Linked DNA regions of Mus musculus: regions 1, 2, 3, 5, 6 and 7 are each linked to region 4. A link is a contact called in public HiChIP or PLAC-seq and promoter capture Hi-C data. All regions are on one chromosome and are shown on one strand. Each heading gives the region's core, a stretch centred on a gene start, on an enhancer-like site or on the middle of the called end of the contact. The rest is flanking DNA. Distances are from core to core; before and after follow the strand shown. Region 1 holds the start of Ddx54 (DEAD box helicase 54). Region 2 holds the start of Sdsl (serine dehydratase-like). Region 3 holds the start of Slc8b1 (solute carrier family 8 (sodium/lithium/calcium exchanger), member B1). Region 4 holds the start of Rbm19 (RNA binding motif protein 19). Region 5 holds the start of Iqcd (IQ motif containing D). Region 6 holds the start of Lhx5 (LIM homeobox protein 5). Region 7 holds the start of Tbx3os1 (T-box 3, opposite strand 1).

Region 1 (2,700 bases), core at 132-2,631, 500 kb before region 4:
TTCTTTTTGTTTTTTTAGTTTTTGTTTTTTGTTTGTTTATTTGTTTGTTTGTTTTTCGAGACAGGGTTTCTCTGTATAGCCCTGGCTATCCTGGAACTCACTCTGTAGACCAGGCTGGCCTCGAACTCAGAAATCCACCTGCCTCTGCCTCCCGAGTGCTGGGATTAAAAGCGTGTGCCACCACTGCCCGGCTTGCTTTTTTTCATCTTTATTTATTTATTTTTGGTGGAGGGTAATGGTACAGTGTGAACTTGGCTGCTCTCCCGTTCATATTTACATCAGGTGTGCGACAAGCCCTTTAATAAGCATGTGTTTCCCGGGTTGGAGGAGCCTTTGGGTTTTTTTGTACAGCAAAATATTAAGAATTGGTGGTGGCGCTCTTACCAGCTCAGGGTGGCCTTGGACTCCTGATCCTCCTGCCGCCACCACTCCTACCCTGGGAGCTAAGATTACAGGTGTGTGCCACAATACCTGCTTTTACCTGGTGATGGCCTTCAAACCCAGGGCTCTGCACACGCCAGGCAAGCGCTCTATCAACAAAGCTACATTCAGAGCCCACAGGCTGGGTTTTGACTTGTAAAGTTTATTACGTCTTACTACAGCCAGCCTGTGCCGGACTGGGCCTCAGCAAAACCCTTGGTCTGAACCACGGGAGCAGCCTTCTTGTATTTGCCAATGAACACCAGCGTTCTCATTGCCTCTAGCTGTCTCTGCACATTTACTGACCACTTAACGAGTGCAGCTCATTGACTGAGCTGGGAAGGAGAAATGGAGAACCAGATATACCCGCTATGCACAAGACGATGGGCGTCATGAACGATAGGCTTTTGTGCCCCACTTGGTGATCACACCTATCCCCCAAGATGAATACAACTGGAACCGGACCATCCCCAGTTCCAATCCTGCTGTCCTCCCTGACATTGCTGGTGAGCCTGGCATAGCTAGAGCACGACATAAGTCCGTAAATACTAGTTTAGTTTAAAACCGGCTTCTCAGAAGAGTGGTCCGGCCTTCCCTTTAATTTTCTCATCTAAGACCGCCCCAAACTCAGGCGGACCTTCCGCACTTGCACTTTCTATTGGCTGCGTAAACTCGAGCCCGTCCCCCACGCGAAGGGACCCAATGAGGGACCGCGATTAGTGAGACGGACAAGCGGAAGGGCGCAGGCCGAGAGCCCGAACAGGGAGCCCCCTCGCGCTCTTACCTTCCTCGCCCGGGCGTCATCCTCCGCCTGGATCTCGAACTCGCCGTCATCCGAGTCGCTGTCGCGGCCTTGGGAAGCCCCAGTTCGGCGTTTCCGCAGCCTCTTCTTCTTCCACGGCGCCATGGTGGGACGCGACGGCGGGCCAGGTCCCACACGTCTGCCAGCAGCCATGCGGGCCGGGCTCTTAGACCCGGAAGAGGGCGGGGCCTAAGGGACGCGTCGACTGCGCGGGGGCGGAGCCTGTGAGACGCAAGAGCGGCGTCGAGAATCCAGGTTTCACCCGTAGGGCGGGGCCGGGCCTGAGGAAACCAACCAACTTCGCAGGGGCGGAGCGTCAACATGGCTTTATCAATGGGCGAAGCCAGAAGGAGGAACCAACAGAACGGGGGCGGGGCCTAAGTGGTGTACCAGCCGGGCAGAGGCGAGGCCTGAGGGACATACCAACTGGTGGGGGCGGAATGTGTCAACTGAACCGTGATAGATGCTTAAGGGACCTACTAACTGCGCGAATGCCAAGCTGTGAGAGATGTGGTAACTGTAAAGAGAGCAGGACCTGAGGGACATAACAACTGAACGTGTGGACAAACTCGAGGAATGTACCAACCACGCAAGGTTGACCCTACCAAGGGGCGGGGCCTAATGGATGTACAGATGAGGCTGGGGGTGTGGCCTGTGGAACGTACCATCAGCGCGAGGGCGGGGTATAGGGACGTACCAGTGCGCAGGGGTGGGGCGTCGCACCGGTTGCCCAGCAAGGGATGCGGGTGGGCGCGTGTCGCTGTGGCGCCCTTGCTGATTCTGTGCTATGAGGCTTTAAATGTGGCGGAGACAGAGCTTTCTGGCCGGAGGCTCCAGGAGAAAAAGCACCAGGCATGGAGATCCCGTGACGCCTGCGCTTTCAGCTCTGTAAGCTGGCCGGTGCGTTGCTACTCTGCTGTTGGGAGCCTGAGCTGGACTCGGGGAAAATGCATTTCGTATGAGACTGGTTGGCGAGGACTGGAACGCACCACGTTTGCAAAGCGCTTTGCACAAGGTAGGAATGGGGGGCGACAGTAGCTTGGGAGCCCCTTTCCCTCTTCCACCCTAATTAGTTTGTCTGGTTGGTGCCATTCCCCTGCACGCCCGCAGTCGTACTATATTTGTTGAGCATACACTGTAGGGTGTAATTGTGTATTTACTTATTCATTAAATATTTGCTGACGGCATTTTCTCCCGTCTTCACAACTAAAAAGACAGTGCCTGCTTTAGCCTGACCCATGCACCTCAGACGCCAGGCGATCGTGCAGTTCTCCGTGGGAAGTAGAAGCGGGAGGATCCGGAGTTAAAGGTCATTCTTGGCTATATAATAAAGTTTAATATAGTGAGTTTCAGGCCACCTTGGACTACTGAAATTGGGTGTCGGGGACGGGCAAGAAAGTGAAGCACTTCCAAGGTGTCCACTGAACAACAGTAGTCCTTTGAGAAAAACCAGTCGCTTTCCCTCAGCAAGAAAAAGC
Region 2 (2,700 bases), core at 46-2,545, 360 kb before region 4:
TGATTTCCAATGTAGGATTTCCTCTGTGTAGCCTTGGCTGTCCTGAAACTTGCTGTGGAGACCAGGCTGGCCTGGAACTCACAGAGAGCCGCCTGCCTCTGCTTCCCGAGTGCTAGGATTAAAGCTGCGCACTACCAAGTCTGGTTTACAAAGCATGTTTTATTTAACTGCTCCCGAAACATACTCCCTTCCAGAGGTGTCACATGAGCATGTTGGCTCCCGATTGTCATCCTAGCACATGAGAGGATGAGGCAGGAGGATTGCAAGTTTGAGAGCAGACTGGGATGCAGAAAGAGACTGTGCCTCTAAAGAGAAAAAAAGTGGCCGGGTGTGGTGACAAACATCCATAAGCCCAGCACTTGGGAGGCACAGACAGGAGGGACAGGAGTTCAAGGTTATCCTCAGCTACCCAGTGGATTTAAAGCCAGCCTTGGATACAGGAGACTCTGTCTTTAAAAAAAAAAAAAGTCTTAAAAAAATGGCTGGCAGGATTGTTTAGTGGGTAAAGACACTTGCTGCCAAGCCTGGTGACTTGAGTTCCATATCAGGGACCCACACATTAGACAGAGAACCGGCTCGCACAAGATTGTCATCTGACTTCTGCAGGTGTGCCAGAGCACACATGAAACCCCCTGACAAATAAATACAAAATATATTATTATGATTATTACTGGGTTTTTCAGGACAGGATTTCTTTCTCTGTGTAGCCCTGACTGTTCTAGAACTCACTCTGTAGACCAGGCTGGCCTCAAACTCAGATCCGCCTGCCTCTGCCTCCCAAGTGCTGGGATTAAAGATGTTCACCACCATTGCCTGACTAAAAACCATTTTTTAAAACATTCTTTTAAAGGGAAAAGAAGCCAGGCGTGGTGGCACATGCCTTTAACCCAACACTCAGGAGGCAGAGGCAGGTGGATCTCTGTGGGTTAGAGGCCCCCTGGTCTACGGAGTGAGTTCCAGGAATGGCTGTTATGTCCAAATCTGTGGCACTGGCTGAGGACCAGGCAACTGTCAAGTTCTTTCCCCTGAGGTCACCTGCTGCAACCCTCACTGGATAGGTGGGGACCTCCCAGAACACTCCTGGGTTTTCCTGGTGGCACTGACTCCCTGACTCCCACCGTGCGTCATTCCCAGGGACAAACAGTCTTTGCTAATGTGTAAAATCAGCCAGCAAGCCAAGGTCAGGACCTGGCAATCGCCGGAGCCTCTCCCTGGGGTTATCACGATCTATGGTGACCCCACAATGGATGTGGGGAGCCGACCAGGTCAAATGCCCTGTGAGACACCGGGCCACGGCTCACTGGCAAGTGAAGACCTTGACAGAAAACCTCACACCCCAAGGGCACATGCAGAAGAGGCCTTCCTGATTCTGTCTCACGTGGCTTCGTTCTTAGGTAAGGTGGGTGCTTAATTTGAGGTGACAAAATTGTCGTTTTATTGTTGTTGTTTCTTTTCTCCTAGGGGTTACAGCAACATATAGAAGTCAGAGCAGCTGGGTGGTAACTTGGGAACCTTCTGTTCCTCCAGCCCAAGCTGCCCCTGAGGGGACCCCTTCTGCCCCTCCACTCCAGAGTTGTTTTCAACTCTGTCACAAACTCTTTCCATTTCTCCAAAGTCCAAGAGGTTTTGTTCTATGAGACAGGATCTCACCATGTAGCCCAGGCTGGCCTTGAATTTCCTTTGTAGCCAAGGATATCCTTATCTTGCTGCCACCTCCCAAGTGCCAGGATTACAGGCATGCAGCACTACACCCAGTGCTTAGCTGTAAGTGAGTTTTAAAGTCTCTTGGGAGGCACACCCGGATTAAATGTCCCTCAGAGCTTGGTCCCTGGTCTCTGAGATGGCTGACCCATCTAGTCACATTAACTTTTTTGCACCTGACTCCTTCCCTTGATCTGGGAATGAGTTGTGTTGGGGAAGTGTCTCTGCAAAGGTTTTAAACTCAAATGCACCCCAAGTTCAGTCAAGGGCTCTTGGGAGGGGGCTGAGTGGCAAGAGACTGAGAGGACGTGGTTACCCCAGGACAGTGGCCTTCCTGAGAGGATGGTATGGCCCAGGGTGGCTGATGGAAATAATGCCCTAAGGTGGGATTCTCTGGTTTCCAGGGGTCGAACTTCTTGGTTAGGGATGGGGAGTCTTTGAACTTGGCCAAGGAGCCATGCTGTGTTGTGTATGGGAAGACCTTGATCCCTGGTGGCTTAACCTGCCTGGATCTTGTTCTTACCTCATGCAAGGAAGGGAATGAGGTGAGGCTTGTGACCGAGGGTGGCTGGCAAGTGTCAGAGGCTCCACCCACCTCAGCAGAAAGGTCCCTTTGTCCTGGGAACAGGGTGAACATCTGGGCCACCCACCTCAGCAGAAAGGTCCCTTTGTCCTGGGGACAGGGTGCACATCTGGGCTGAGGGGGTGGGGTGAAGATTAATGAGCAACCCAGAGGTCTGGACACGGAGGCTGCTTGGTGGCCCGAGGTGTCAGGGACAGGAGTTGGCTGTCTACACCAGCCCCTCCTCTCCCTCATCACAGCCAGCAACTGTGTGACTTTGAGTAGTGGACTTGGACATGTTCGGATCATCAAATGCTTTTTGTCCAGGTAGTTGTACGTTCTGTGGTGGAATGACATCACACTGGCTTTGCCACCTCTGCTGTAGTCTCAGGTGACTTCTTTTACGACCATTGGAGTGACAACGGAGCACCAGCTGC
Region 3 (2,700 bases), core at 16-2,515, 390 kb before region 4:
CGAGTGCTGGGATTAAAGGCGTGTGCCACCACTGGCAGGGTCTCCTCTATCTGCTAGGCTGACCTTGAGCACATATTTCTTTTGCCTCAGCCTCTTGGGTGGCTGAGATGTCAGATGTGCACCAGCCCCTGGGTCCCAGCCTTAAAAGCACACATCTGAGGTGGACTTGGTTGTGATCAAAGACGGTATATCACACCTCACAACCTGCTGTGGTATCCTTCCATGGGGAAACTGAGGCACTGGGAAGCAACCTCACTCTCGGTTTTCACTGTCAGCTCAAGTGCCACACCACATTGCCCTCTCTGAGTGTTCACCAGGCTGTCCCCAGAGTCATGTGGCAAGGGAGAAAACCAGAAAGCCAACCGTCCTTGGATGGAGAAATCGAGGCCAGGAGGGAAGTGAGTTGCTCAAAGGCGCCTAAACTGGGACCAGCCGAATCGGCGGGTGGGGCTGCAATATGAATAACCCACTTCCTCCAGCCAGGGGGAAAGAGCTTTATTTTTCTGTCCAAGCAGAAAACTGGCTCCGAGTCTTAGGCAGGCTGCCCCAAGTGTTTTGTGCATTTTATTTTCTGCAAGCAGGGAGCCAAAGGCCATCTGAGCTTTATTTGAGGGGGTGTGATTCTTTACACAAGCATTTCTAAATCGCCACCCCCGGGGGGGGGGGGGAAGAGGGCAAAGGACAAGATAGGACCCCAGAGGAAGAAGGGAATACAGCCACTTCCTCACCTGTTGACAGAAAACGAGTCTCTCCCCTCCGCTTTCTAGCTACTCCACTTGGCACGGGCGTGGAGTGGAAAAACACAGAACCCTTCAGTTCCCTCTCTGCATTTTCTGGGTGGGCAGCCTGAGGGGAGGGGGGGCTGGGCTTATGGCCTCTGGGTCCGCATCTGTGAAATGGACTCTAGCGCTGACCCAAGGGACAGCCAGACACCGCGTCCTCAAGTCACCTCCACTCCAGTTTCTTCTACTCATTTCCAAATAAGCTCGCATGAAGCGCCTCCGGCAATGCGGACACCTGTGTGCTGCGGCGTTGGTGAAGTGGGCAGACTTGACGGCGAGGGATGGGGTTGGGAATCGGGAAGCACTTTCTGATTTTGGGGTCCCAGCTGAAAGCGGATTTGAGAAGCTGAAGTTGGAGCGACGAGTGCACAGGCTGCGAAGCTCCTCTTACCTCGGGCGGGGCCTGGATCCGCGACCTCGGAGTCTTCCTCTAGCCGGATGGCCAGCGCCACAACCTTCCGCCCCTAGAGTCCTGGCCCGGAGCAGCCTGGCCACGCCCCCACAACCTCCACTCCGCCTACTTGCCAGTCGGGCCACGCCCGAGCCTCTCTGTCCCCGCCCAAGACACGCCCTTTAAGGCTCGCCCCGCCCCAGCTCTTAAAGACACAGCCTCCCAGCCGAGGGTGGGGGTTGTGAGCTGTTCCCTGTTGTCTTCCCCATTCTCCACCTGCTTTCTGTCCCCAGCCTGTCACTTCTGCTTTCAGGTAGATGCTATATTGAAAGCACGTGGGTTATAGACTTCAGGAGGCCCGAGAGAAGTCTAAGGGGAGCGGGGGGGGGGGGGGGAGTTGGGGGAAGCTTAGAGTTTCTGTTACTGAGGGTGGTATGGAAGGGTGAGAGCTATAGTAAAGTAAGGGGAAACGTGGCATGGTGGTGGTGTATGCCCATAGTTCTGGCCTTTCAGAGGCAGAGGCAGGAGGATTGTGATATTAAGGCCAGTCTGAGCATCCCAGCAAGACATTTTCTCAGTATGACGGTAATAAAGGTGATGGTGATAATGATGGTGGTGGTGATGATTTAAACGGTCTCCTGCTGCCTGCAAGCAGTCTGGTTGTAGAGCCTGAAATGCCTGGATCTGACATTTGTCAGCATTCCCCTCTCCAGCACACACTAAGCCACCGAGCTGCACCCCAACCTAGAAGACTACAGCAAACATCAAGATGGGCAGTGGTATAGCCCTGCAACCTCAGCTTTTCTCAGGAGGCTGGGGGGATTAAAAACAAATTCAAAAAGCCTGACCAGGTTCCAGTTCAAGGGCAGCATCTGCATTTAGTAAGGCCGTTTCCCAGAATGCAAAGTGAAAAGGGGGGCTTAGGTGCGGTGGGAAATTCAGTGGCAGGGTGCTTGCTGAGTGTTCTCAGAGCCTTAGGATTAGTCCCCAGACCATGATTAATTAAAGAGCACGCCCAGCGGGGCTGCTGAGATGGCACAGTGGGTAATGATGTGGGCACTGATGCTAAGCCCCACGACCTGAGCTTGATCCCTAGAACCCAACAGTGACGAAGATCTTACTCCTGGAGGTTGTCCTCTGGTTTCCACATGTGTACCATGGTATGTGCACACACAGACACAGACACACACACACACACGCACACACACACACATGCATGTACACACAGACACACACATGCACACACACACATGTGTGCACACAGACACACGCACATATGCACGCCTGCACACACGTTCATGAACACACACGTGCTCGCATGTACGTGTACACACACACACAGTGTAAAGTATTAAACTGTGTTAAACTGTATCAGTAGTACTTCATCTGTCATGGTAAGAGTTGAACAGGTGGGAGGAAGAGGAAACTTCAGTCAGGATGTAAAGTAAAGAAAATGAAATCAAAATAGAGTTGAGTGGTAGAACTGCCAGAACCCCAGTTGCCGGCACCACTATGCTTTTCTGTGTC
Region 4 (2,700 bases), core at 185-2,684:
CTAAATGAGATCCCGTGTCAGAAAAGGACAGAAACCCTGAGATGAGGCTAGGTATGGTGGGGAGGCAGAAGCAGGTGTTCAAGGTCAGCCAGGGCTACAGATTTAAGAGTCTGTTTTTTTAAAAAAGCATCCCCCAAAACAACAAACAAAATCCCAAATAGGGGAGATCATCTTGGGTCTCCCTTTTGGGGGGGATGCATATGATATCCCACATACCAGATATTTACGTTATATTCATAATGAGAAAATTACAGTTATGCAGTAGCAACAAAATAACTTCATGACTAGGGGGTCACAACAGGAGGAACTGTATTAAAGGGGGGCACAGCATTTGGAAGGTTGAGGACTGCTGTTCTGGGGGGCACATGGTCCCAACAACAACAAAACAAATTTAATTAATTTATTTATTTTTAGCCACATCATCTTGCTATGTAACCCAGGCTGGCCTTGAACTCGCCACCCTCTGCCTATGGAAAGCTGACAACAGGTGTATGCACCACCACACTTGGCTTTGAAGTCTAATCTTGCTCTGTGATGGTGAACCAGTAAGCATTCTCTAGTCTGTTCCCTGTTGTGACACACATCAAGGATACAAAGCAATTTGGGGGGCGTGGGCTGGAGAGATGGCTCAGCAGTTAAGAGCACTGACTGCTCTTCCAAAGGTCTTGACTTCAAATCCCAGCAACCACATGGTGGCTCACAACCATCTGTAATGGGATCTGACGCCCTCTTCTGGTGTGTCTGAAGACAGCTACAGTGTACTTACACATAATAAAAAAATAAATCTTTTAAAAACAAACAAAAAAACCAAAGCAATTTGGGGAGGAAGACCATTGATTTGGCTTATGGGTCTCCATCACAGTCCGCCATCCAGGGAAGTCGAGGCAAGAACCGACGCAGACTTACTTGCCCCGCCAACATCTGTACACAGCCCAGGGACACTTGCCGAGGCGTGACAGCACCCACAGGGGGCTGGAACCTCCCACACCCATCACTCCTCAGAGCACCACAGGCTGGTCCACAGGCATATGGACGCAATAACATCCAATGAAGTTCCCTCTCCGTAAGTGACTCCGGTCTGGGTCAAACTGACCCAAACTGCCCAGCACAACATGGAAGGATCCTCAGAATGCTCGGAAGCCACTTTGCGGCTTGCTGAGCCCTCAGGACAGGGTGCCGCCTCCTTGGATTCCGGACCTCCCCAGTCCTGTCCCTGACTTAGAACCCCTCCATCCTTCACCCTCCATTCCCGGACCTCTGCTTCCACTTCCGGGCCCCATCCCCGGCTCCCGCTCACCCCATTCGGGAGGTTCTTCACGATCAGACGCGACATGGCTCTCAGGTTCCCTTCGCTTTTCAGACTCACGACCCCGGCGACAGCGACTTCCCACAACTTTCACGCCGCCACACTGGGCGCCGCCATTTTTAGCGAGTCACGTGGCCCCCGCCGCGTTCCATCCGGAAGTGGGTGTGGCCTCACGGGAGACTCTCTCCGGGGAAAGTCCCACCCACAAGGCGGGGTTGGCGGGGACGGGGGAAAGGCCCGAGCGCTCGCGTTTTCTCCGCCAGGTCTTGGGGCCTCTAAATCCCCGCAAGGAAGGCAGGAGGCGCTGATGTCCAACCCCCTCGGGATGACAGGCTTCTGGGAAAGAGCAGAGAGCCTAGAAAAAAAAAATTGTTTTAAAGGTAAAGGCAAGCGGATCTCCGAGTTCCAGGATAGCTAGGGCTGCACAGAGAACCCCCGTTACAAAAATAAAATTATAAAGGTTTATTTATTGTGTAAAGGCGTTGAACTCAGAAACCCTCCCGCCTCTGCCTCCCAAGTGCTGAGATTAAAGGTGTGCGCCACCACTGCTCAAATAGATTTTCTTCTTCTAAAAGACATTTTGCTCCATCTCCCCATATCCTTTCTTGTTACTGTTGGCAGCTTTATTGAGATACAGTCCAGGTGCCACACAATTTGCCCACTTAAAGTGGACAACTCCAGTTGGCAAGATGGCTCGTCAGATAAAGGCACTTGTGGGCAAGCCTGACAGCCTGAGATTTCCCTCCCCCCAACCCCCCAACCTTGGTTCTTCGTAGTGGGAGGAGAGAACCAATCTTAGAACATTTTTTATTGAAAAAAAAAAATGCAGCTAGGCAGTGATGGCGCTCGCCTTTAATCCCAGCGCTCAGGAGACAGAGGCAGGCAGATCTCTGAGTTAAGGCCAGTCTGGTCTACAGAGCTAGTTCCAGGACAGCCAAGGCTAAACCATTTTTTTCAGATAATTTATATAGATATTTTTAAAGATTTATTTATTATTATATGTAAGTACACTGTAGCTGTCTTCAGACACACCAGAAGAGGGAGTCAGATCTTGTTACGGATGGTTGTGAGCCACCATGTGGTTGCTAGGATTTGAACTCTGGACCTTCGGAAGAGCAGTCGGGTGCTCATACCCACTGAGCCATCTCACCAGCCCCCAGATAATATATTTTGATCATGGCTTCCCCGTCCCACCAGCTCCTTCCTGCCTCCCCACCAACCCAGCCCCCAGTCCTTTTGTTCTCTTTAGAAAGAAAACAGGCAAACAAAACAAACAAAAATGAAGGAGAAGGAGAAGAAGAGAATGAAAGAGAGACCACAAGAAACACCCCACACAGTCAGAAACCATTATATACAAGCAAAAGACCAGTCACCAACTTCCCGCCTTCTAGGAA
Region 5 (2,700 bases), core at 36-2,535, 470 kb before region 4:
TCAGTCTTCCGCTAGCAGCCTTCAGATGAAGATGTAGAATTCTCAGTTCGTCCTGCACCATGCCTGCCTGGATGCTGCCATGCTCCCACCTTGATGATAATGGACTGAACCTCTGAACCTGTGAGCCAGCCCCAAATAAATGTTGTCCTTACAAGAGTTGCCTTGGTCAAGGTGTAAAGCGAGCAGTCAAAACCTAACTAAGACACACACTAAGCACTCAATAAGCCCATGTTAAATATGTGAATTATTCGTTGTATGAGCCAAGAGAATGTCCTAGGAAATGCTTAGACAGAGGGAGTTAGGGTAGAATAAGTCGTGGCGGGGATCACTGCAATTAGCCTGGCAGTCACAGCACACACACGTTGTGAACATACCTTGTGCACTCACATACACGTAGGCACCCACAGATACATATAAAGTAAAAATAAATAAAGCTTTACGTTATTTTAAAAGAGCGTGTACGGCTTTTTGAAAGGACTAGAGTTTAGTCCCCTGCACCTATGACAGGTGGCTCACAACTGCCCACCCGTAATTAATTTTAGCTCCAGAGGATCCAAAACCCTTTGTCTGTATTCACATTCACATACCCCACCAACGCAGACATAGTGATAATAATATTAATAATGATAATAAAACTTTAACAATTAAAGGGGAAAAAACCTAATTAGACCAAGGGTGGTGGCACATGCTTTTAATCCCAGTACTCAAAGGCAAAGACTGGTGGATCTCTGTGAGTCTGAGGCTAGCCTGGTCTACAGAGTGAGTTCGAGACTACATAGTGAGACCTTGTTCCAAAATCAAAACAAACAACAAATCCTTATTTTAAGCATACACTGAAGGGGGTCACGCACCCAGCAAGCTGACCTCTGAACATAGTGCGGACAGTGGGCACCAAAACAAACCAACCCATCCAATTACTTGAACTAAGTTCACTCGATGTGAACTTCACAAATGGTATCAGTAAGAGATGAGGAGAGGGACTATGAAATGGCAGGTGGACCAGACAGGAAGCAAGACTATCAGAAGAGGATACTTGATGGTGCTTGCAGGAGGCCTAGAGGAGGACAGGATGGAGGTTGGGCAAGGGAGTGAGGACCTGGAGCTGGACGGGATGGCAAGTGGGGCGCGGACGCCTGGAGGGGAGAAATCACTGGACGGCGTGCCTACTAGGTGCACACAGCCTGCAGCCTGGGGCTTCCCCGCTGTCACTCACCAGCTCCTCAAGATGCAAGTTTCTTGGCCCACAGTTAAGCAACTCGGCGGCCCTTATGTTGCTAGGTTACGAGCCACTCTTAGAAGGCGGGACTTTGAGTTTGACTGACATTCTTTTTCACCATTTAACTTCGAATCGGGTTGCGTTGGCTCCGCCTCCTGAAAGATGGCCAATCAAAATCCCCGCCTCTCTGACGTTTCGCCAATGGAAAGACGCAGGATTCCTGTTGGTTGCGCGAGTGAGGCGGGGGTGGGGGTGGGGTGGGGAGGAAAGGGGTGTTGCTTCCTCGCCCCGCCCTCCCTTTGGGAGGAGGGCTGTGAGAACGCTGAGTGACGTGTAGTCTACCCTGTCAAATTTCATTGCGACCCCTCTGATGGCCAGTAGGCTGTGGCCTAGGGCCGTGGGCGGGGCTTTCGGGGCTGAGTGACAGGAGTCGGCGGATGCGAAGGCTGGCGCAGCTGCCGCTGTGGCAGCGGTGAGGCGGCGGTGGCGGCTGCTGAGGCTCCGCGCTGGGGATATTGGCGGCGGCAACTGCGGGCTGAGCTACGCTGTGCAGACCCAGTGCACAGTGCGGGATCCCGGGACGGCGCGTGTAAGGATCCGAGGGGTGCGCGATCTTGGCCCGAGGGCAAGGGTCAGGGGTCAGAAGGTGCAGAGAAGGGGCTGGGGCTGAGTGCTCCAGAAGCCCGAGGCGGGGCCCTGGGAGGTGGCCGGCATGCTCTCTCCTTGCGGATCCCCTTCTCTCTGCACCCCTTTTCTTTGGCCTGACTTCCTGGGGCGACCCGGATCGCGATGGGGATCGTGGGGAGCTAGAGCCCCCGAGCGACCCTTCCTCCCTGCTCACCTCCCTGCTGTGTCCTCTTGTGACCTGGCCGGGGACTCCTGCCTGGGTCAGTCTGCCTCAGGGGACAGATCGCAGGATGGCAGCTAGCTATCTGATTCCGGGACCTTCTTCCAGGGGTGACCTTACCCCAGGGGTGACTCGCTGGGTCTCCGCTAGAGAGAGAACCAAGGTCTGCCAAAGGGCTGGACCTTAGGAGCTCCGAGTCTGCTGTGTGACCTTGGACAGTTTACTTACCCTCTCTGGGCCCCGTTTCTTTCTCTTTGAAAAGTCATAGGCTCTTCAGGAGGCAAAGGCAGGAGAATGGCAACTTCAAAGCTTCAAAGCTCCATAGGGATATCCCTACCACCAAAGACAAAAAACAAGAAAGCGGTTGGTGGATTTCGCCTAAGTGGAGTGCAGTTTCTAGGAATAGTTGGTGGGGCTGCGCTGAAGTGGGCAGTGTCCCCTGCGTTCCATGACTACTTGTGGCTCTTTACTTGGGAGAGGCCACGCTAAGCTGCCTCATGTATCAAGTGGGCGCTAACCAACTGAGGGCAGAGCCGTTGAGTCGGAGCCAGGAGGTTGTTTCCTGTGGGTGGGGTCTACAGCTGTGTACTGTAGATGTTCAGTAGCCTCTCTGGACTCCCTCGCAATCAATCCCAAG
Region 6 (2,700 bases), core at 43-2,542, 320 kb before region 4:
AAAAAAAAAAAAAAAAAACCCACGCGTTTCTAGGCTGCCCCATAGCATTTCTCATTTTGGGAAACTGAGGCCCACAGAGACACTGGGTCCTGGCCTGCCTTGAGGGGCTGTATGGACTTGGGAAGGGAGATCTCAGAACAGATCGGCTGATTTTCACCTTCTACTTCTTCAGTGCCTCTCCAACTAGGAAGAAAATTAATCGGGTGAGGGTGGTGGGGGGCCAGGGGAAGGTTCTCATCGCCCATCTCCAGGAGATCCCTTCTTAGCTAGGGTCCTTTGGAAGTGAGAAGTTCCTGTTTGTCCTCAGATTACCCTCTGGGTTTAGGATTTACTGTGTGGAACAAGAAGCTCCTAGCTGCTCTGAACTCCCGACACATCTTTGGGATCTGGACAGGGGAGTCTTGAGGCTTCTGTCCTGGGGACTCAGGTGTCGGGGGAAGGGGCCCAGAGCAAGTTGCCGAGCTTCCGGGCCTCTGCCATCTGACCGATCTCTGCTGCTGCCTGGCAGACCCAAGGTGAAGCAGCCAAACAGCCTCCTCCTTTCCCTCGACTCAACCTCAGCATCCCACAAGCAGAGGACAGGGCTTGAGGAGGGCAGACTGCCTATCTGCCCACCCCCACCTCCCAAGCTGGGGTGGGTCTCTTGGTCCCTTAATTCCCAAGGAGCCAGAGTAGAGCTCGGGCCAGCCAGTGGTAGGCAGCAGGGCGCGGCGGGGCCTCTTACCTGAAAAAGTCGTTTTTACAGTATAGCTTGCCTTCCCGTGAGAAGCACTTCTCCGAGAGGTTGGTTTTGCACTCGCAGCATTGAACACATTTGATATGCCACGCGCGGTCTAGTACGTTCAGCAGAAAGCGGTCGAGGATGGGCCGCTCACAGCCAGCACAGTGCACCATCATAGCCGCGCGCCCCGGCGGCTCGGGCCGCCTCGTCCTCCTTGGGGCCCCTGGGCCCTTAGGCCCTCTCGGTCCCCGCTGCTGTGGCTCTCAGCCTTCCTAGTCTGTAGGCGAGTCTGTAGGGGCGAGTCCGTTACGGATCAACCAAGACTTCTCGGGGTCAAGTCCTCCGACGCTCTCCGGCCTGGCGCTGCACTGCCCAGAGTGGCGTGGAGGGCGGCAGCGGTCACAGCCTCATGTCACGGGTCGCGACCGGGCGCTCGCTCCAGCTTCGAGCAGGTGTCCTCGGCGGCTGCTGGCTTCGGCACTGGCGAGCGGCTTTCCCGGTTGGCGGAGGCGCCGGCACTTTCCCCCACTTTCAAGCGGTCCCGATCCTCATCTTTGTCTGGCCGCCGCCTAATTCGCGCATCCTTATTCAGATTTGGTGACGTGGTGCGGCACGTAGGGGGCCGGGCGGCCAATGGGCGCGCCGTGGCCATAGCAACCTCTTAAATTTATAGCATATCTAAATTGGCTACAGCGTTGCGGTCAGGGCAGAGCAAAAAAAACAAGACATCAGTATTGCCGAGTATTTGCTAGTACCTGTTCCCAAGCTAAGTAAGTATTTACCTTCTAGTTTGGGTCTGGAGGGGTGGGGGCGCGATGCGAAAACCAGGGTTCTTTTTCTCTCCCATCACAAATAATTTTGGGGGGCAGGGTTCCAAGGCCTAGCCAGGGAGAAACCTCCCACCAGGTTCGCCACCCTCGCAACCTGTAGAAGTTGCCCAGGCAGGGAGTGCGCTGTGGTCCCCCTGCTTCCGAACCCGCCCAGCTCCCTCTTGCTTTAGACTGCGGCTCGCTCGGGCTCTGAGCGTAGGAGCTGGGAGACCCGGCACTTCTCCCTACGGTGGCTTCTTTTGTCACTCACGGGGCTAGGGCCCAGCAGGGCTTTTCTCACCAAGAGACTGAGGGCGGGAAGCTTGGGTACTTCTGTGCCTCCCTCCCCCACCCCTATCCAGGTTGACTCAGGGATGTCACCTCGCCTGGTCTTGGGAATCCCGAAGGTCGTTTCTAAGTGCCTAGCTCACTCGGCACTGGGGGAGGTGTGGCGAAAGGGGTGGTCTACCTCGGATGGGTGTTCCGGCAGGTTGAGAGGAGGCTGAAGCTCACTACATCTGTCTTGGCCACATCGTCCATATTCCAGGTCAGGCTGGCGGGAACCGTGGTGAGTGGGTCGCTCGATAGAGCGAGGGAAGCTGGCCACAGCCGGGCGTCATAGGCACTCCCGGGCCCCCCGAGATGCTCTAAGTCTGGCCCTCTCCTAGAGCCAAAGGCAGCTTCGCAGGTGTGTGGGTACCAGCAGGTGTACTCTGAGGAGGGGCGCGTGGGCCTGGAGGGGAGAAAAGGGATCAGGCCTTGTTTCTGCGAGGCCAACCAGGCCACCGCTTGCTTTGGACGAGGTAGGGCTGGGAGAGTGTTTTGGGATATTTCCTTGCTGCTGGGAAGAACGCTGATGGTGCGGGGCTGGGGCCTAAGGGTTGGAGCCATAGAGGAATTGTGCCAAGACTTGGCTGTGGGTGTTTGTTTGGGCGTATTTACTGAGTTTGTTAGCAAATATCCACTGCTTGAAAACTCTCTATTTATAGTGTGTTCGCGATCAAACCCTGGGACGTGGAGGGATTTTTTTTTATTTTTGTTTCTTTTTCTTTTTTCTTTCTTTTTTTGGCATGTAAAATTTCTCGTTTATAATTTCCTGTTAACATGTGCATTACCTTTCTTTCTTTCTTTCTTTCTTTCTTTCTTTCTTTCTTTCTTTCTTCCTTCCTT
Region 7 (2,700 bases), core at 139-2,638, 450 kb after region 4:
TCAGGCTTAGGTCCCCTTCAGCCCCAGGGACAAGGCTGAAGAGTAGAAAGGGCCTGCGGAATCCTCCCGGGTCTCCCACTGCTGTCTAAGAGGGGCTTTAAGGTCTGTCCTGGGAAATAAAATCCAACAGAAAGAACTAAACGTAAAGAATATTTCAGAATGGCTTCACAAACGGGCTTCCTGCAACAAGGTGATTTTCTCGAATGCTGCAGAAGCCGAGTGCGCGGTCTCCTTCAATGGAAAACACCCTGTATTTTGTAAGGAACCCCGGATACGAGTCCCTAGGAACCATACTGAGGGCCCGGGTAGGCTGAAACTTCCTGACCCTTAAGGCAGGGCCCTGGAGTCTCCGCATATTTGGGGGGACAGGAAGTTTTCGTTTCAAACGTCAACAGTCAGCCAGAATCTACTGTTTTAAGAGTCAGACAAAAGAGATGTGAAATTTTTCAGATGGTTTGGGGGGAGGGGTCCCCCACTGATTACTTACTTACCTTCCTGACTTCGTGATGACCATCTCTGTACCCCGCTTGTGAAACTGGTCCCAAAGTTCCTTGGCCTCCAGGTGCACCTTAGGGTCATCTTCTACGTCTTCTTCGGGTTCCATGGTCTTCAGAGGCCTCAGATGTGCCTGGGGTCCCAGGGATGAGAAAGGGATGCCGGTCTCAGCAGCCCCCACTAACTGATCCATGATGGGCTTGGCCAGAGCTCCGGGGAGCGAGAGCGCCGCGGCGCCGTTGGGAGGCAGCGTTAGCGCGGGGAAGAAAGGCGGCTGGTGGCCCAGTACCGCGCTCATGGCGAAGTCCGGCGCCCGGTGAGGTAGGAAGGGATGATAGGCCATGCTTGTCCCAGGGATAACCGGATCTCTCATGGAGAGGCTCATCCACTCCAGACAGGGAACCAGTCCGCAGCTGCTGGCTTGGCTCCGCTTTTGTTGTTGCTTTTCAAAAATAATAATTAAAAAATTCAACAGCGACGCATAGTTTTGTTTAAAATAAAAAAGAGGGCAAATTACAAATAAAGCGTTTGAAAGGGAGGGGGAAAGTGTCTTTGGGGGGAAGAGAACGCCGCTTTTAAAGAGGACAAAGCGGCAGCAGATCTGGAGACATAGCCGCTGCAGGGGCTGTCCTGGTGCGTGGAGTGTGTTGGAAAAGCCGCTCCTGGAAGTCGGTTTCAGTAGGGCAAGCAGCAAGCAGGGGCTCGACTGGCGCCCAAGCCCTGTGGCTTAGCTGGAAATAGACACTGCAGCCCTTTCCCGGGGTGGCTCCCCGGCTCCCACGCTCTTTGTTGCCAAAGCGCAAGGTTCTCGGAGACTTTTTTTTTTAACCTTTTTTTCGACTCCTTCCCCCGCCCCCTAGCTCTTCTCTGGCTTTCTCGCAGGAGGCGTCTTAGTTGAGCTAGACTCTGGCTTTCACAGGCAGCGAGATCAAGGGGGGGAGGAAAAGTCTCTCCTTTAAAAAAAAAAAAAAAAAAAAAGCGATTTAAGCCCCTTTCCAGCGGCGCTTTCAAAACTAGAACTGCGAAGCTGGCTTCGGTTCGCGATCCTCCTCTCTGGCTCCGGGCTGCGCGCAGAGTCTGGGTGGCGAGCGAATGGTGCCTGCGATCTTCTGCCTCGGGGAGCCGGCTGTCTTCCTTGTGCTAAAAAAACGTGAGCGAAATCGCTTTCCTAAAAATAATAAATTAAAAAAAAATCAGCGTCCGGGCACGCAGGGCGAGGGAGGATCAAGAAGACGGGTGCAAAAAAAAAAAAATAGGAAAGAAGGAAGAGAACGGAGTGATTGGGAGCTGGAGTAGGCAAGTAGAGGGAGGGAGAGAAAGAGAGAAAGAGAGCGAGCGAGCACCTCGCCACCCTCCTCCGCCTCTAGAATTCCCCGGGCGTCTGCTCGGCGGCTCTGGACGGTCCGGCAGCGCTGTGGGCTGCGGGAGCCCGAGGCTTGTTGATTGGCTCTTTGACGCTTTCGGACCAATTGTGTGGCTGCATAGGCGTGGTTTTCACAGGTCGAGTGCTGGGGGAATAGAGCCGAGTTATAAAAAGAAGGTGTCGGAAACTGGAACGTCGCTGCGCCGCGCGGTACTACGGCCTGTCCTGCGTTTATGTCAACATGATCAGAGGGGAGGGCGGGGAGCCACCAGGGCGCCGCGCGCTCACCAAAGTCGCCTCTAGGTGGCTGATCCAGAAGAGAGTTCGCAGCAGCCTGAGAGCTCGCCGCGGCTCCTCAGCTCAGCCTACGTCTGAAAGGCCTCAGCCATCCAAGCCGGGGGATCCGGGGAGGAGGCTGGGCCAGGGAGGAAGGGGGAGGGAGCGAGGGCGGGAGCCAGGCAGCTTGCCCGGCTTCCGAGGCGCCGGGCAGGGGCGCTCGCCTCTCGCGCGCTCCGAGCGCTACAGTTCAAGCCCGCGGCCGCTTCTCTTGTGCGGATCTGCAGCTTCTTCCCTTTCCCGGGCCCCGGGCTAGCCGAGCTGGCCGCCGAACCTCTCTTTCGGCCAATAAGCCTTAACAAAAGCTCCAGGCTCGCGTAGCTCTGAAGGGAGCCCCACATGGAACCGCCCAGCCACCTCTGAGTCAGATCCTCTAGCTCCTGCGCCCGGGTGCTTCGGATTCCCGAGCCACTAGCGCAGGGGATCCCACCAATCTTTCTGCCCGCTGCCTGCTCCCCACCCGCAGCCACGTGCAGAGACCCAAATGCCCCTTGGGATTCTGGGCC

Evidence for each region. Promoter capture Hi-C pulls out the DNA fragments that hold promoters and counts their contacts. HiChIP or PLAC-seq counts read pairs in DNA pulled down with a chosen protein or histone mark. Capture Hi-C pulls out chosen DNA fragments and counts their contacts.
Region 1: a contact with region 4 is called in an H3K4me3 HiChIP or PLAC-seq map of forebrain, with 5 times the contacts expected there. The contact joins the promoter of Ddx54 here to the promoter of Rbm19 in region 4. A contact is called at or near these places in 6 of 39 promoter capture datasets (the 3T3-L1 cell line, cranial neural crest, hippocampal neurons and 3 more), 13 of 484 Hi-C or Micro-C datasets (B cells, the Ba/F3 cell line, the G1E-ER4 cell line and 6 more), 9 of 115 datasets of contacts at active chromatin or transcription factors (astrocytes, embryonic basal ganglia, embryonic forebrain and 6 more) and 3 of 9 other capture datasets (adipose tissue, embryonic stem cells and pancreatic islet).
Region 2: a contact with region 4 is called in a promoter capture Hi-C map of neural stem cells. The contact joins the promoter of Sdsl here to the promoter of Rbm19 in region 4. A contact is called at or near these places in 3 of 39 promoter capture datasets (embryonic stem cells and neural stem cells), 1 of 15 datasets of contacts at CTCF or cohesin (embryonic stem cells), 2 of 484 Hi-C or Micro-C datasets (the Ba/F3 cell line and the G1E-ER4 cell line), 12 of 115 datasets of contacts at active chromatin or transcription factors (the NIH/3T3 cell line, T-cell acute lymphoblastic leukemia, embryonic basal ganglia and 6 more) and 2 of 9 other capture datasets (embryonic stem cells and pancreatic islet).
Region 3: an H3K4me3 HiChIP or PLAC-seq map of embryonic basal ganglia shows a contact between it and region 4, with 3 times the contacts expected there. The contact joins the promoter of Slc8b1 here to the promoter of Rbm19 in region 4. A contact is called at or near these places in 2 of 39 promoter capture datasets (hippocampal neurons and second pharyngeal arch cranial neural crest), 2 of 484 Hi-C or Micro-C datasets (memory CD8 T cells and uterus) and 3 of 115 datasets of contacts at active chromatin or transcription factors (embryonic basal ganglia, embryonic forebrain and embryonic stem cells).
Region 5: a contact with region 4 is called in an H3K27ac HiChIP or PLAC-seq map of embryonic stem cells, with 6 read pairs. The contact joins the promoter of Iqcd here to the promoter of Rbm19 in region 4. A contact is called at or near these places in 6 of 39 promoter capture datasets (the 3T3-L1 cell line, the HPC-7 cell line, HPC-7-derived erythroid cells and 3 more), 1 of 484 Hi-C or Micro-C datasets (the HPC-7 cell line), 7 of 115 datasets of contacts at active chromatin or transcription factors (embryonic basal ganglia, embryonic forebrain, embryonic hindbrain and 4 more) and 1 of 9 other capture datasets (adipose tissue).
Region 6: an H3K4me3 HiChIP or PLAC-seq map of neural tube shows a contact between it and region 4, with 5 times the contacts expected there. The contact joins the promoter of Lhx5 here to the promoter of Rbm19 in region 4. A contact is called at or near these places in 6 of 39 promoter capture datasets (the SN4741 cell line, cranial neural crest, epiblast stem cells and 3 more), 1 of 15 datasets of contacts at CTCF or cohesin (embryonic stem cells), 1 of 484 Hi-C or Micro-C datasets (embryonic fibroblasts), 12 of 115 datasets of contacts at active chromatin or transcription factors (craniofacial prominence, embryonic basal ganglia, embryonic forebrain and 6 more) and 2 of 9 other capture datasets (embryonic stem cells and pancreatic islet).
Region 7: a contact with region 4 is called in a promoter capture Hi-C map of adipose tissue. The contact joins the promoter of Tbx3os1 here to the promoter of Rbm19 in region 4. A contact is called at or near these places in 1 of 39 promoter capture datasets (trophoblast stem cells), 2 of 115 datasets of contacts at active chromatin or transcription factors (embryonic forebrain and forebrain) and 1 of 9 other capture datasets (adipose tissue).

Annotation. Positions count from the first base shown.
Region 1 is chr5:120,611,811-120,614,510 of GRCm38.p6, reverse strand. It overlaps Ddx54 (DEAD box helicase 54), which reads right to left and starts at 1,381. Exons shown (of 20, transcript NM_028041.2): 1 at 1,205-1,381. The coding sequence starts at 1,375. Rita1 (RBPJ interacting and tubulin associated 1) reads left to right here and starts at 1,922. Exons shown (of 3, transcript NM_029096.3): 1 at 1,922-2,237.
Region 2 is chr5:120,471,420-120,474,119 of GRCm38.p6, reverse strand. It overlaps Sdsl (serine dehydratase-like), which reads left to right and starts at 1,295. Exons shown (of 9, transcript NM_001384254.1): 1 at 1,295-1,394.
Region 3 is chr5:120,509,757-120,512,456 of GRCm38.p6, reverse strand. It overlaps Slc8b1 (solute carrier family 8 (sodium/lithium/calcium exchanger), member B1), which reads right to left and starts at 1,265. Exons shown (of 16, transcript NM_133221.2): 1 at 1,174-1,265.
Region 4 is chr5:120,115,247-120,117,946 of GRCm38.p6, reverse strand. Rbm19 (RNA binding motif protein 19) reads right to left here and starts at 1,434. Exons shown (of 24, transcript NM_028762.1): 1 at 1,298-1,434. The coding sequence starts at 1,333.
Region 5 is chr5:120,587,608-120,590,307 of GRCm38.p6, reverse strand. Iqcd (IQ motif containing D) reads right to left here and starts at 1,285. Exons shown (of 5, transcript NM_029408.2): 1 at 1,214-1,285. Tpcn1 (two pore channel 1) reads left to right here and starts at 1,695. Exons shown (of 28, transcript NM_145853.2): 1 at 1,695-1,805.
Region 6 is chr5:120,430,478-120,433,177 of GRCm38.p6, reverse strand. Lhx5 (LIM homeobox protein 5) reads right to left here and starts at 1,292. Exons shown (of 5, transcript NM_008499.5): 1 at 725-1,292. The coding sequence starts at 897. It overlaps Gm27199 (predicted gene 27199), which reads left to right and starts at 1,411. Exons shown (of 2, transcript NR_166585.1): 1 at 1,411-1,491. It overlaps Gm31976 (a long non-coding RNA gene), which reads left to right and starts at 1,498. Exons shown (of 2, transcript XR_878743.1): 1 at 1,498-2,098.
Region 7 is chr5:119,670,196-119,672,895 of GRCm38.p6, reverse strand. It overlaps Tbx3os1 (T-box 3, opposite strand 1), which reads left to right and starts at 1,388. Exons shown (of 4, transcript NR_166476.1): 1 at 1,388-1,645. It overlaps Tbx3 (T-box 3), which reads right to left and starts at 1,663. Exons shown (of 8, transcript NM_011535.3): 1 at 492-1,663. The coding sequence starts at 880.